Linked DNA regions of Oryctolagus cuniculus: region 2 is linked to region 1. A link is a contact called in public Micro-C data. All regions are on one chromosome and are shown on one strand. Each heading gives the region's core, a stretch centred on a gene start, on an enhancer-like site or on the middle of the called end of the contact. The rest is flanking DNA. Distances are from core to core; before and after follow the strand shown.

Region 1 (4,211 bases), core at 686-3,185:
GGTTAATCATTCAGGCAATTCTCGAAATAAGTGACACTTGAGAAGATGTAGCTCCAGAGATTCTATCAAAAGAGACTCCCGGGCTGCTGGGAACTCCACTCTGGAAACTCCCTCTTTCTGGGCCATTCTTGTCTATCCCTGAGTCCTAATGACAAAGTTGAATGACCCCGGAGGGCCAGTGCTCTCTGCCTCCAGTGAACTCAGAACCCTGTCTCAGTATTCATTAGGGTTCCGAATAAATGTTTATTGAATTAAAAGAAAGGAAAGGGTGCTGGCAAACTGCCTTCCAAAAACCCAACTGCCGGCACCCTGGCCTCACTGCCTTCTCCCTTTCAAATGGAAACTGGGAGATCTTAAACTGCTAAGGATCCCAGGGAACCGACTCCGGGTCTGCGATGACAGTGACTCACAGAGGGGCACCCACCGCCTTGGGAAATGTTGGGTGCTTGCCAGGAGGCAACCACACCCAGCTCCCAGTCCAGGGAGCTGAACCAGACGGCACAGTCAGAAACCAACAAGTCAGTTCTGCCCAGATCCCAAGGCCCCGGCCCCAGCCCCAGCCCACCACCCGCCTTCCTGTTTATGGATCCCGCTCCTACAACCAACCCTAGCCACCAAAGAGAAAGCAGACGTCTCAGAAATATGTCAACACATGACATAACTTGAAAAACGCTGGCTGCCTATTGGCGCGAGTTACAACTTGCCGGGCTCACGCAGGAAAACCGGCTCGCTTTAATTACTTTTCTTTTAATAGGCTACGCTTTGCCTCCCAGGGCCCCCGCAGAGCTCGAGTTACTGGGCACCGGGCAGCCTCCCTCCGAGGAACCACACCGTGTGGGCGGTGAACTAAAGGCACGGCAAGAAGGAACCGATCGCCTCCGAAGCGGCGGCCGAGGCGGATGCAGACCGGCGCCTGGGCACCTCCTCGAAGCCGGCACCCGGTGGCACCCAAGGGGGGACCCCGCGGCGCGGCGCCGATGCCCTCGGGTCGTCCGGGGCGCGCCACCTTTGTCTGGTTTCCCCATCCGGACCCCAGCGAAGCCAACCTGCAAAGGGGGTTTGACCCGGTTGCAGGCGCGAACGCGGCCGCCTGCAACCTCCCACTTTCACGGGGCGCACAGCGACCGCCTGGAAGTCCCAGCCCCGCGCGGCCACTTCCCTCTGCGCCGCCGCGGGGTGGGGAGCAGGGGACCCGCGCGCTTGCCGGCGCACCCCGATCTTCCCGAGCCCGCTTCTCCCGCGCCCACTCGGGAGAGCTTCTGCGAGCGGACCCCCGGCGAGGCCAGATCTGACTGGTCACCGCGTCCGGGCAGGCGCGACAGCCAGCCGCACCGACATCCACACCCACCGCCTGCCCCCGGGGCCCTCGCTCACCTGCCTGCACCGTGTCCGAGAGGTCGTGGCCGGGGGCCGCGGTCCTGGGAAATTCCTTCAGTTTCCTGGCACTGAGGTTCAAGCCCCCGGAGTGGACCGCCTCCTCCAGCGCGCGCTCCAGACCCCGGTTCAAGGGCAGGTTGAAGCCCCCGCTGCCGCCGCCGCCGCCGCCGCCGCCAGTCCCGCCGCCAGCCCCGGTGCTCCCGTGGTGGTGGTGGTGATGGTGGTGGTGGTGGTGAGGGTGATGATGAGGGTGCAGGCTAGCCGCCGAGAGGGCAGGGACGAAAGGTTGGGGTTCGCTTGCCGGCGTCGCCATCTTCGCCCGCGCCCCCCCACCCCGCCCCGCCGCTCCTGCGGGGGGGGTCGCAGCTTTTCCCCTCGGCAGCCGCTGCCGAGTCCCTAGGGTGCTCCACGGAGAGACGCCGGCAGCAGGCGAGCAGGCTGCGGGCAGGCGCGCGGCTGGGGGCGGACGGGAGGCGGCCGCGGCGGCTCAGTCTTGAAGGTTTCCTGTCCCCGGGCAGCCGCGGAGTGCTGCGGCGGCGGCGGCAGCGCGCATGTGTCTCCTCCTCCTCCTCCTCCCCTGCGCCCTCCTCCGCCGCCTGCTCCCTCCGCCTCCTTCCCCGCGCGCGGCCCGCGCTGCCCCGAGCCTTCCTGCACGCACGGCTCGCGGTCGGGGTCCGTGGGAGCTGCACGTGTGCTCGGGGGAGGCTTACAGTTAGGGGCCCATCAGGTTTGGGGGGGACACCAGATTCTTTAGTTGAGGGGGGAGGTAATTAGTGGATGCGGTCGCGGCGAGGGGGAAGAATCCTCTCTGAACCCCAGTTCCCCGGGTTTTGTAGATTAGGTACAGCTCAACGGGCACCCCCGGCGTTGAGGCTCGTCTGATTTGGCTACACTGCTTAGGAGTGTATAGCTGTTGCGTTAATCCAGCAACCCGTGGGCGGAAAAATTGCTCCTCTCGGTGTACAGAGCAAGTTAAGGAACTTCGCTGGGGCAGAGGGGCAGCTGGATTCGAACTGGTAGCCCTGGGACTTCGGTTCGCGCCCTCTTATTGAGCATATGCCCGCGGCCCCGCTCCGGCGCCAACAACGAAATGCTTGGTGCCGAGTGACAGGAGAGAGTTGCGGTATAGACGCGGGACCTTGAGCATGCAGGTCGTTTGCAGGGTGGACAGGACACTGTGTCGTTCGCGGGAACCGGAGCCCCGGGATTGGCGGGGCCCCGAGAAATCAGAACGCCTCGCCTCCTCCGTGCGCCCTGCGGCGCACCGGAACTCGCGTTCTGCCTTCCGACACCCGGCGGAGAGCACCCAGGCCGAGGCTGGCACTTCTGTCGGTGATTTGGCTTGGGGAAATGAGGCTGGGGGCGGTCAAGCACACAAACTGGAGCGGGGGAGCGGGTCTACAAGCTGTGGTGCCGAAGCGTGGCTGGAGCAACAGGCCGGAACGTATGACTGCATGGACCCGGCGCTTCAGTGTGGCAGGAGCTACGTCCCCTGCAAGGACTACGCATAGTCGCCCTTAAATCCTACGGGATTCTTGGCAGCGAGCAAAACATTTTCATTGCTGGGAGGAGACCAGCGCCACCTGCCGGTATTTCCCCCCCCCCCCGCCCCCGAAACCTCCTCTCTCACGCCAAGGACACAAATCAGACTTCAAAACTAGTAATAATAATATATGAGAGTACTTTTACACGACGTGAAAATTAACCTACCTCCTCCTCTCCTTAAAAAGCCAAGTGAACAACATAGATAAGCACAGAAAAAAACTGCAGTTCAAAATCTTCGCGGAAACCAGAGGGATGTGATGAGTGTCCAGGATGTGGGTGGAGCCACCTTCCCACTGCCTGCAAACTTAGTCCAAGAATTGTGGTATCACACACAGCAAAGGTTTTTTGTTTTTTTTTTTTTAAAGACTACCAATTATCTGAGTAGAGAAAATGATGAGAATATGAGTTCACGATGGGTCCTTATGATAGACTGACCTAGTACTGCAGTTTGTTTCCCATTCTACAGATTACTAAAGTGTAAAATCCTTGAGGCAGACCCAGTGCCCATTTTTTCAACTCCCCCCCCACCCCCATAACCCGGAGCCCAGGGAAGTACTCTGTGCGCAGTGAGTGTTGGTGATTAAGCATTGCACGTTAGTTAGGCCATGTGTTCAGCAAGTTACTGCTTGTTGGAAGTTTCCGATCATTTCCCTGAACGAAGAAGTTTTTCCTTAGGATGCAGGAGAGCACTTGACCCTGAAAGCGGATCTGCCTTCTCTCTAAATGCTTAGGAAACTTGACGAGCCATTTCCCCGGCTGTCTTGCTTCTCCACTACTTCTTTGGTAAGATGGACATTTCTGGTTGGTTTAATACCCTGTTTACTTCCGAAAGCAGGCCCGAAGTGGAGTTCTGACCAAACCACGGGGCGTCCTGACTGTGCAAGCCCTGCGACGTGACTGTGTCTGTGTCTGATTCCCTCTTTTTACCTCCGGGAGCTATTCAGTGTATTTGTAATACATTCTGCTTGTTGCTGAGTCCATTTCATTTGATTTCCTGTGAATGCGTCCCAGAGCCCTAATTAACATATTGACCCCATCTTCGTCTTTACTCTCCTTATTTTCCCCATAGCCCTATTTTTAGACAGTCTGATAATCTTTTACAAAGCATTTGGATGAGGGCGCCAGATACTTTTTCATGTTCTTTTATAGCTGTCAATCATTTATGAATTGGCATACTGAAATTATTCAGAAAGGGAGGAAAGTAGAGATATTTTCAGCTCAAAAGGATGACTGGCAGGAGAAAAAAGTGATCAATTTCTTCAACAAATAGTACCAAAAAAATCCTCATT
Region 2 (4,211 bases), core at 1,169-3,668, 140 kb before region 1:
TTCTAACACTTCCATTCTAAACAGGAAGTGGCAAACAAAACCCATGCACACTGCATTTTTAAAAGACAATTCAACAGTAAAGCCTTCACAATGTCCCAGGGGCAGGTAAAAAATTAGAAATAATTGTTAAAAAGATATATCTGACCTTAATAAAGTTATTTTAATGAAGTAAAAATGGTCCATATTTACAGATCTTAGTTGTAAGTATATCCACATATGAAAGGATTGATGACTGATTCAGAAAGGTTGCGTGAGATTTGAGAGATGCCAAAAATTTTCAACAGCCTCAATTTTCTCTTTCTTAATCCAATAATTCCTCAAACTCTGAGCTGTAAGCTTAAATTGGCTGTGTGAAGTAAGCTGACTTTTGCAGTGAGTTACTTGGAAAGCCTGGGCCTAAGGAAATCCTAAACAGGGGCTATGTTAAAGTGAAGGCAGGGACTCACCTGTCTTCCACATGCTGGTGTAAATGGGGCCTCTCCATGGTGTGGAGATAAAGGGAGTCAGCTGTCTTCATCTGGCACGCTTGTATGCTCAAGTACTTAAATATGTGCACTTTGCCCTTTGTGCAAATCTATGGAGACATTAATAATGCACAGCTATTCTTCAATGAGAAAACAGTATGTAAACACTGTTACATGGCTCTCTGTATCTTCTTTTTCACCACTTCATTTTAAGTGATATCCGAACAACGCACTAAATTTGACATCTCCAAAACTTCTAAGGACTTCGGGAAATATTTCCTCCAAATCCTACTTTGAAAAGAAAGTCATGCATAATCTATTTCAAATTTTTTTCTTGAGTCAAACAACAAAATGCTAACAGAAATGTGTTTTGAGTGTGAAATAAAAAAGTATAAATGTCATAGAGCTAACTGCACTGTAACACTCTAATTACAGAAGGTTTACAAAGTTCTGAAATTACTGAAAAAGAAAAGAAACTTTAAGTATTTCCAAAGCTAAGCATATGAGCTTTATCTCATTCTCATGCAGGTTAATATTTGAGCAGGTAGTCGTATTTTAAGAAGTTTAAATCCCATTTTCCGGGTAAGGAATTATTGCTACCTTTGTGAGCTACATGCTCCATGAAAAGTTTCCAACGTGTGCACCAGTGATCCATAAGCACACACCGAATTCCAGGGTTGGGGCCATCAGAGGAGGGAGCCACACGTGGGTAAAGGGATTTGCCGCAGCAGAAGGCAGCTTGGTGTGGCCAGATCCGCCCTAGGTTTCACCTTCTCAGCGACAGTGACTGCTCTTGCTCACTGTAGCGCACACGGCCCTAACTCATTGCGCTGCTCGGGCGCCTCCCCGGGGCCTGGCGCCAGGGGCCCTCACCTGCGCAGGAGGCGACTGCAAAGGATTGTTCTCCAGCAGCAACACCTGCAGCTGCTTCATCTCCCGAAAGCAAATCGGAATCACCAGCACTTTGTTGCAGGAAAAGTCGAACTTGACCAAGGGAAGATCTACTAGTTCTAGAAGAAATTTTAGAAAAGAGAGAAACCTTAGAGAGCAATAAGATGAAATGACTAAATATTCAAAAAATAATTTCCGTTGACCAGGAAAAAACATCATTTAGCACAGGCAAAAGTGAGTTATACATGAAGAACATACAGTGTGTGTAGAGTATTTTACCAAAGGAAATAAAATCTTTCATTGGGAGCCCAATAATTTTAAACTGTTCTCAGCTCTGATAAAAGTTGGGAATATCTGACATTTACAGAATCTATTGTTTAAAACTCTTTTTTTTAACCCCAGCAAAAGATTCACACAGGCTATGTTACATGGCATGTTTATGCTTTAACTTCAAACTGTTTCCAAGTAGCACTAGCAAACATATGGACGGTATGCTAATTACAGAATAGTCTTATCCATTCAGTGTATGTGGGCTGGTGGAATTCCAGAACTAGTTATAGCACCCAGGCTCACAATGTTTTTCCAACTGCATTTAAAAAATAGATGCTATCTAATAGAAAATTCTAATAGAATTTTCCAATGGGTGCTGTCATTCCGATTTGATGAGGCTTTCTTCTACTGGTTTTAAAACGTCTTTTGCAGCTCTGCTAACAAGACAGACGTTATATTTAGCTTAAAATCCCCACCCAGTGGCACAGTAAACACTCAGTAATTTCAAGCATTCAAACCGACATGGGCAGCTGCTACAGATGAAGTCAAATACATTCCACAGTGCAAAGGGAGGCTGAGCCATGCCACAATCTGGGGTGACACCGGCAAGCCACCCGGGCCACTGTGGGAAAGGCGATAGAGGGTAGCTTCCCGGCACTCTTGTTATAAGACAAGTGAAGGCCTGAAAGGTGGTTTCTGAAATACACCAGGGGTTCCCAAGTGGAAACAGAGCAAAGCCTACAACAGGAAGAGGAGCTCAGGCAGTGACCCAGTGACAGGGGCAGGGACCCACACTGTCTACCCTCTCCCCTCCACTGCCCGAGGGCTGTCAAGTTCAGCTCTGAGGACTTCCAACTCCACCAACAAAGGCTCTCCGGGTTCTCAGAACTCACCAGCTCTGGGAGCCCAAGGGACTTTCCTGCTCTCATACCTATGCAAACGACGCGTCCCACAGATGGGGTAATGGGACTGAAATTCCAGAAGGAGGCAGAAGAGCTCCTAATTCCACAGGTTCCAAACTCAGGTCCATGGCGGGTGGGCTATGCAGGAGAAACTTAGGGAAGTGCGGTTTTTAAAACAAACAAAAAAACAAAAACACAGACTTCTGGGCCCGAAGCCAAGGAACTGGTATTTTGGCGAAGGAATCAGCATTTTAAAAATTGCCCGGAGTAGACCACTGCTCAAATCCAGCTCTCCTCTCAGCCAGCAGGCTGAAGATTTGGCTCGAATCACACTAGCCATGGAGATGGAAGAGAGGGACTGCAGGTTCTGGAATCATGAAATCAAAGGAAGGTCGGATCCTGTCTCCCTTCATAGTGTGTGTCTGAGTTAGGGGTAACACTCCAAGAGGAATCCCTCCTTTGAACCCCTGCCAAGGCTAACCTGGCTCCAAGATGGCAAACCTCACTCAGATTAGGTTGGCCAATCTGTGGTAAAACTGAACTGGACTCTGGATCTTTAGCAAATTCTTTGTCACCTAAAGTAAAGACTTTGAAGACCCGAGGGCTGAGTTCATGGAAGCAGAGCAGGAGGTAACTCAGAGGTAAATAAAATAAGGAACGGTTTGCTAATGACTATTTTCCTTCCTTTTTAGTACCAGTCTGGGACACAATTATCATCGCAGTGTAGGAAAATAAGAACCAGACAGTTTCACAACAAGAAAGCAGGGGAGAAAATGATAACCCTGCAATGCCAGCACAGAAAATGTCAAAGAATTGAAGCAGAAAAAGGGAGTAAAAACAAACAAACAAACAAGCAAGCAAGCCCCACTTCCCCCTCACCATTGCAAAGAGGGACAAGGAACAGCTATTTTAATTCTCTGCTCCTTCTGGTCCTAGAAAGGACAAAACAGCTCTCCTCACTGCAGACCTTGTAGGACCCCACCGCCACACTGATCTGGGTAATTAGGCCACAAAATTGCTTTTCCTCCTCAAATTGAAAGCACATGAGGCAGGGTACTCAGAGAGGAAAAGCATGTAAGTAAATATGGAAAGTCTTTAAATTCGCTTCCTGAAAGTCTTATCAATGCTCCTTTGTCAATGGAGCTCTCTAGAGTGAAGCAAAGTGACACTTGATATTCAGGAAATTATTAAAAAAAAAAAAAGAAGAAGAATATTTCCCAGTAAACTGAAGTTTTAGCCTTGAGTGTATTTTAAAACATCAGAACTGAGAAAACATGATTAGGGAAAGCATAGTGATTTGTAACTGATCTTTTTAGGGAAAGGAATGGTTTTAAGGCAAATGAGTAAGGGGGAGCGAGAGAAACAAAAACCTAGGTTTTGCAGATGTATCTTTCTTTCCATACATTTCTCTATGCTTACAGGCAGCTGTAGAATGATCGATTTTTCCCCCTTTGAAAATCAGAGTTTATTACCTGTGATAGGTTCACAAGGATCAACATGGAAGCTTAAATTTAAAGTGTCCTTTAATGTGTGAAAGAGGACCTGTGTATAAATTTGCTGTTACTGAGAATTTTCCCTCTGTACTTGCTTAAACCAAGAACAAGAGTTTCATATATTCTACAAAATGGGCTTTTGGAGCGAAAAAATGAAAAATCAATAATATTCTTATGCTGAGTCATCTCAT

What was found. A called contact is a pair of places that touch in the nucleus more often than the background predicts.
Region 2: a contact with region 1 is called in a Micro-C map of ear pinna, with 7 times the contacts expected there. The contact joins the enhancer-like site here to the promoter of LRCH1 in region 1. A contact is called at or near these places in 3 of 6 Hi-C or Micro-C datasets (ear pinna, liver and an unstated tissue).

Annotation. Positions count from the first base shown.
Region 1 is chr9:65,528,927-65,533,137 of mOryCun1.1, reverse strand. It overlaps LRCH1 (leucine rich repeats and calponin homology domain containing 1), which reads right to left and starts at 1,935. Exons shown (of 19, transcript XM_051832282.2): 1 at 1,375-1,935. The coding sequence starts at 1,690.
Region 2 is chr9:65,670,103-65,674,313 of mOryCun1.1, reverse strand. It overlaps LRCH1 (leucine rich repeats and calponin homology domain containing 1), which reads right to left. Exons shown (of 19, transcript XM_051832282.2): 5 at 1,338-1,474; 6 at 447-574. Among named protein-coding and RNA genes, the nearest start is that of ESD, 110 kb to the left of the region's middle. Within about 2 kb of position 2,418, at least 5 of the 8 cell types and tissues checked have an H3K27ac peak or open chromatin away from gene starts, as enhancers often do. A contact at or near this core is called in ear pinna, where this site is marked.